2 separate regions of the Sus scrofa genome follow, and region 1 is linked to region 2. A link is a contact called in public targeted proximity ligation data. All regions are on one chromosome and are shown on one strand. The core of a region is the stretch at or near the end of the contact, and the rest is flanking DNA. Distances in the headings are between cores, read along the strand shown. Region 1 has its middle 23 kb from the start of STAU2. Region 2 has its middle 26 kb from the start of UBE2W.

What was found.
Region 1: a targeted proximity ligation map of alveolar macrophages shows a contact between it and region 2. A contact is called at or near these places in 2 of 47 Hi-C or Micro-C datasets (blood and epiblast stem cells) and 1 of 2 datasets of targeted methods (alveolar macrophages).

The regions. Positions count from the first base shown.
Region 1 is chr4:62,114,978-62,118,606 of Sscrofa11.1, reverse strand. No RefSeq gene overlaps it. Among named protein-coding and RNA genes, the nearest start is that of STAU2, 23 kb to the left of the region's middle.
Region 2 is chr4:62,018,613-62,022,203 of Sscrofa11.1, reverse strand. No RefSeq gene overlaps it. Among named protein-coding and RNA genes, the nearest start is that of UBE2W, 26 kb to the left of the region's middle.

The DNA of each region.
Region 1 (3,629 bases), core at 1,012-3,511, 96 kb before region 2:
GCCCATGCACAGGGACCTAGTCTGCTTTGTGTGCCTCCCAGACACTGGAAGGAAGTAGCTAACATGAAAGACTGACCAAAAAGGGAAAGAAAAAAAAAATAGGACTAAGATGAAAGAGAGACAATATAAGAAACAGAAGTTAGTTTAAAAATATATAAATATGTAAATATATACATCACTAATCAGAGTTTAGAGGTATTATATCCTTAAAAAAGAACTGGATGCTAGAGTTCCCACTGCGGTTCAGTGGTAACGAACTCAACTAGTAAGAGGATGTGGATTCAATCCCTGGCCTCACTCAGTAGGTTAGGGATCTGGCGTTGCTGGGAACTGTGGTGTAGGTCACAGACGAGGCTCGGATCCCGCGTCGCTGTGGCAGTGGCGTAGGCTGGCACCTGCAGCTCTGATTCGACCCCTAGCCTGGGACCTTCCATGTGCCACAGGTTTGACCCTAAAAAGACAAAAGTAAGTAAGTAAATAAATAAATAAGTACATATTTTTAAAAGAACTGGAAGCTATAAAAAATTATAATCTGAAAAAATACATTCTTAGAAATTTAAAATAATTGAAGTAAACATTAAAATAAAAGAATCAGAGGAAAAACAAGCAAAGAGTTATTATTTTATGTTTTTATTTCTTTTTTTTTTTGCTTTTTAGGGCCGCACCTGCAGCATGTGGAAATTCCCAGGCTGGGGTCAAATCGGAGCTATAGCTGCCAGCCTATGCCACAGCCACAGCCACGCAGGATCCGAGGCACATCTTCGACGTATACCACAGCTCACAACAACGCTGCATCCTTAACCCGCTGAGCGAGGCCAGGGATCAAACCCGAATCCTCATGGTTCCTAGTCGTGTTTATTAACCACTAGGCCACAGTGGGAATTCCCAAAGAGGTTTTTAAAAGGAAAAGAATTTTAGAGAATCAGTCAAGGAGATGAAATATCCCCTTACTGAGAGTTCTAAAAACAGAAGATGTGGGGGTGGCAATTATGAAAGAAACAGTAAACGAAACTTTCCCGGAGTTCCCATCCTGGCGCAGTGGTTAACGAATCCGACTAGGAACCATAGGTTGCGGGTTCAATCCCTGGCCTTTCTCAGTGGGTTAAGGGTCTGGCGTTGCCGTAAGCTGTGGTGTAGGTCCCAGATACAGCTCGGATCCCGCGTTGCTGTGGCTCTGGTGTAGGCTGGCAGCTACAGTTCCGATTAGACCCCTAGCCTGAGAACATCCATATGCCGCAGGAGCAGCCCAAGAAATGGCAAAAAGCCAAAAAAAAAAAGAAAGAAAGAAACTTTCCCCAAGCTGAAGGACAGGAATTTCTAGATTGAAAGAAGCCATCAAACTTCACAAGATTGAAAAAGTGACCCAATTAAAGGTCTGTCATCAGGAAAATTGATACTTCAGTAATTAAAAAAAAAAAACTTTAGAGTTCCCTGGTGGGTTAGCAGGTTAAGGAATAAGTGTTGTCTCTGCTGTGGCTTTGGCTGCTGCGATGGCATGGGTTTGATCCCTGGCCGGGGAACTTCCACATGCTGCAGGCATGGCCAAAAAGAAAAAAATCCAAAATCTTCCAGAACTTTTGCTTCCAGAGAGGAAACATACCACCTACGAAAGAATGAGAAAAAAGATGGCATCGGCTTCTCAGAAAAAAACAAACAAAAAAAATGAAATCTAGAATTAGTAAAGATAGATTTACAAGGAGATCCTGCTGAATAGCATTGAGAACTATGTCTAGATACTCATGTTGCAACAGAAGAAAGGGTGGGGGAAAAATGTAATTGTAATGTATACATGTAAGGATAACCTGACCCCCTTGCTGTACAGTGGGAAAATAAAAAATATATATATTAAAAAAAAGAATAAATATAGAATTAGTAAAGAAATGCCTTCAAAAAATTCTCAGGAAGAGTTCTCTTGTGGCACAGCAGGTTAAGGACCTGGTATTGTCACTGCAACAGCTGGGGTCACTGTTGTGGCGTGAGTTGGCTCCCCGGCTGGGGAACTTCCACATGCCACAGGCATGGCCACAAAAAAATTCTGACGAAACTTGGAATTCTATATGCAATGAAACTATGAATCCTGTATAAGAGATTTTTAAACCTAATGGATCTCAAAATTTACCTCCTGTGTCTGCTTTTACTCTTTCTACAGGGAAAATGAAGGCAAATGAGAACGTGAGCAAAGGAGAAAGACACCAGAGCCAGGAAACAGGGATCCAACACATGACACACAAAGGGATTTTCCAAGATGATGATAAAAGGAAGTCCCTGCAGGGCAGCTGTGCGGAGGCCCTGAGCGCAAACAACCCAGAGCCAAACAGGGGAATGCTGGGCTCTGGTGGCAGGGCGCCTTGAGAAAGCAGATCTGATCAATGACCTGAGGAAGACTCTTCCCTTTCTGCCAATATTTTGGTTTTTCCCATGATGCCTTTTCCTGAGATGATAGACCCCTGCCTCATTGATGTCAAGTTCAAAGGACCACCATGGCCCAGTATATCAAGAGTAAACCTAATGAGTTTCCTCTGAATGGAAGCTTCAAGAGCCAGTGTGCGGTCTGTCCCATGCCCTCTCCTGCCAGCCACTGACCAGCCATGTTCCCCAAAGAGGCTGCTGTTCACTCCATCCCAGAGTGAAGACAGCGTGCAGCCAAATAGCTTATCTACTTCCCTGACTTACTGCTTACTCTTTTTTCTCATCATTGCTTATATAACCATGTAAATATTATTCTCAGAGTTCCCTGGTGGCCTAGCAGTTAAAGACTCAGCATTGTTAGCAGATCCGGAGAAAGCCAGAACAGCTTTGCTCTTCTAAGTCATTGGAATCGGAGGGTAATTTGTTACCACAGCCTGACCTAATGTGTCCTGACACATTATCTGATACCTTTGACCATGTGGGAAAACTGCATTGTAAAAAGGTGGGAAGAGGAGCTCCCATTGTGGTTCAGCAGGCTAAGGACCCCGTGTTGTTTCTGGGAAGATGGGGGTTCGATCCTTGGCCTCCCTCAGTGAGTTAAAGATCTGGCATTGACGCAAGTTGAGGTGTAGTTTGCAGATGCGGCTTGGATCTGATGTTCCCCTGGCTGTGGTGTAGGCCAACAGCTGCAGCTCTGAGTCAGACCGTAGCCCTGGAACTTCCATATGCTGCAGGTGTGGCCATTAAAAAATAATAATAATAATAATAATGTGGTAAGACTTAGTGACAGGTACCCAGAAAACTAAGCAATTACATCCCTTAATTTAGCAAATATTTATTAACTCCTAGTATATATCATGAATATTTTCTAAGGCACTAAGGATATAATACGTAAAAGGGTCAAAGAGGCAATCATTAATGTCAAAAAGTACTCATAAGAAAGTGAAAAAAATCATACTTCTTGGCTCACCAGGAAATAATATATTTTTTTGGCCATGCCTAGAGCATGCAGAAATTCCTGGGCCGGGAATTGAACCCATGCCACAGCAATAACCTGAGCCACAATGGTAACAATGCTGAGTTTTTAACTGCTAGGCCACCAGGGAACTCTGAGAATAATATTTACATAATTATATAAGCAATGATGAGAATAAAGAGTAAGCAGTGAGGCAGGGAATTAGATAAGCTATTTAAATCTTTATACACCATACTAGGATAAT
Region 2 (3,591 bases), core at 139-2,638:
AACAGGAGAATATTTGCAAATCACATGTCTGCTAGGTTCAGAATATACAAAGAACTCTTACAACTTAACAATAAGATAATTTTTTTTGGCCACATCTGCAGCATGCGGAAGTCCCCAGGCCGGGGGATCAAACCTGAGCCACAGCTGTAACCTAAGCCATGTTAGTGACAATGCCAGATCCTAAACCTATTGAGCCACCAAGGAACCCCCTAAAAGATAATTTTTTAAATGGTAAAGGATTTGACTAGACATTTCTCCAAGACATGTACCGATAAACAAAAGAAGTCCAACATTAGGCATTAGGGAAACACAAATCAAAACCACAATGAGATACTTCACACCCATAGGATGGCTATGATTTTTAAAAATGGACAGCAAAGATTGGCCAGGATGTGTAAAAACTGGAACCCTTACAGGCTGCTCGTGGGAATGTAAAATAGCTCTGCTGTCATGGAAAAGTCTGTGAGTTCCTTAGAAAATTAAACATAAGAGTTACCGAATGACTCAGCAATTCCACTCCTAGTTATATACCTAGGACAAACATAACATGTCCACACAAAACCATGTTCATAAATACAGCAGCATTATTCAAAAAGTAGAAATAATACAAATAGTCAACTAACTGATAGAAGCAGGGAACAAACCAAATGTCAATTAACTGACAGATAAACTATGGTATAACCATAAAATGAGCTATCACTCAGCCATAAAAATGAAGCTATACAAGCTAGAATTCGGACAAAGCTCAAAAGCACTACGTTCAGTGAAAGAAGCCAGTCCCAACAGCACATGCTGTATGATTCCTTTATACAAAATGCCCCAAATAGGCAAATCTATAAAGACAGAAAACAAATTAGTTATTTCCAAGGGTGGGGAAGTGGGGGACATACGATACACTAGGAACAGAGAGTGACCGATAATGGGTAAGGGGTTTCTTCTGAGGGTGCTGTATGTGAATTATTTTTCAATTAAAAAATTGAATGTGCCCTTTTTTTTTTTTTTTTGTCTTTTTTTTTTGTTGTTGTTGCTATTTCTTGGGCCAATCCCGAGGCATATGGAGGTTCCCAGGCTAGGGGTCCAATCGGAGCTGTAGCCACCGGCCTACGCCAGAGCCACAGCAACGTGGGATCCGAGCCGCATCTGCAACCTACACCACAGCTCACGGCAACGCCGGATCATTAACCCACTGAGCAAGGCCAGGGACCGAACCCGCAACCTCATGGTTCCTAGTCGGATTTGTTAACCACAGCGCCACGACGGGAACTCCTGAATGTGCCATTTAAAACTGATGTAGGAGGCTCTAAATTTTATTTGCTCACACTTTAACTCCAATTTTGAAGAGGAATGACAAAGAATACATGTTATTTAGAAATCCTACTTCCTCCTTCCTGCGGTGTGGAAATATAAGCCGAGAATTCATATAAAGGAAATGTGCTTTTTTCCACTGATGGCCAACACAGGACTAGGAATCAAAACTTTTTAATTAACAAATTTTTTTTTCTTTCTCAGCTGCAACCCGTGGCATATGGACATTCCTGGGCTAAGGATTGAATCCAAGGGAAAGCTGCGACCTATGCCACAGTTGTAGGAATGCACTGAGCTGGGGATTGAAGCCAGGCCTCCAGAGAGACAAGCTGAATCATTAACCCACCGCATCACATCAAGAACTCCCTCAAAAAAATTTTTTTAAAGCGAGTATCTGATAGGGGTAATTTAAAATAAAAGGACTACAGGAGTTCCCGTCGTGGCACAGTGGCAACAAACCCATGAGGACTCCGGTTCAATCCCTGGCCCTGCTCAGTGAATTAAGGATCTGGGGTTGCTTTGAGCCGTGGTGTATGTAGGTCACAGACATGGCTTAGACCTGGCATTGCTGTGGCTGTGGTGTAGGCCAACAGCTACAGCTCCAATCTGACCCCTAGCCTGGGAACTTCCATATGCTGGGGTATGGCCCTAAAGAAACAAAAATAAAATAAAAGGACTGCAGCATTATAAGATATAATTCACAAACTCCAAAGATCTATAATATGAGGCAATTAGTCATTTTACCCCATATAAGGGGGAAGAAAGGTTACACAGCTATTAAGCGGCAAAGCCAGAATTCAAACCAAGTTTATCTGAATCCAAAAGCTATACTTATTCCACTGATACTTACTGAGGGAGTACTACATGTCAGGCACTGGGGTATGTCCAGAGAAAGAGTATATTAATTAACAACATGTCAGGGATAGAAGTTCCCATCATGGCTCAGCAGTTAGCAAATCTGACTAGCATCCATGAGGACTTGGGTTCAATCCCAGGTCTCGCTCAGTGGGTTAAGGATCTGCCGTTGCCAAGAGCTGTGGTGTAGCTTGCAGATGAGGCTTGGATCCCAAGTTGCTGTGGTTGTGGTGCAGGCCGAAGGTTGTAGCTCTGATTGGACCCCTAGCCTGGGAACCTCCATATGCCGCAGGTGTGGCGACAAAAAGACCAAAAAAAAAAAAGAAGAAGAATACACCAGGGATATGAAGAAATTTAGCAGGTTAAGCGGAATTCCAAGTGCCAGGGGTGAGAGGACTATTTTATACTGGATGATCAAGGAAGGCTTCTCAGAGGAAACTACATTTGAACAAATATTTGAGAGAAAAAAAGGAAGTGAGCCATAAGCAACGTGAAGAAGAGCACTCCAAGCAGAGGAAGTAACAGGGGCAGAGACTCCGAGGCAGGAACAGCAAGGAGGCCCATGAGGCCATAGGGAAACCAGGGTGGGGTGTAGAGTGTGGAGGTGGATGATATAAGGCCTTCCTGGTCATTATCAGCAATTTCAGATTGTATTCTGAATAAAAAAAGGAAGCCACAGAATGAGTGAAGTGACATTTGACTGCTATTTTGAATCTAAATAATGAGTTGAGAAAAGACGGTGAGGGCACAGGACAAGGCAGGGAAACCAGTTAGGAAGCTGTTGATATAATGCAGATGACAGATGATGATTTACATCAGGTAATGATGCAGAAGAGCAGACAATTGGATTCAGTTTTGTTGTTGTTTTTGGCCCCGCAGCATGTGGAAGTTCCCCAGCCAGGGACTGAACCCAAGCCACAGCAACAACCCAAGCTGCTGCAGTGACAACGCCAGATAGCCAGATCCTTAACCTGCTACACCACAAGAAAATTCTGGATTTCTTTTGAAGGTAGAGTGCGATAGGATTTGCTGATGGTTCGACTATAGGGTGGGATGAAATCAAGGTTTCTGGGTGAACAAATGGAAAATGAAGTTTGCCATGTACCACATGGTGAATATTACAAAAAGAACAGGTTTAGGGAAGGAAACTTAAAAAGCAGTTTCATAAATGTTTACCTCTGTTACTCTACTTTTGTCTTAACCATTACACACTGATTTTTGTGCAAAACAGTTGTTTAACAGTCAAACAGAACCTGAATTCAGGTCTTCTGATTCCAGACCCTGGGCAATTTTTTTAAAACGAAGTTTTAGCAATCCCTGGCCCAGGAACTTCTGCATGCCAAGGGCACAGCCAAAAAGAGAAGAGAAAAGCAAATGTATATATATGTATAGCTGAATCAATTTGCTGTGCAGATTTTTTTTTTTTTCTTT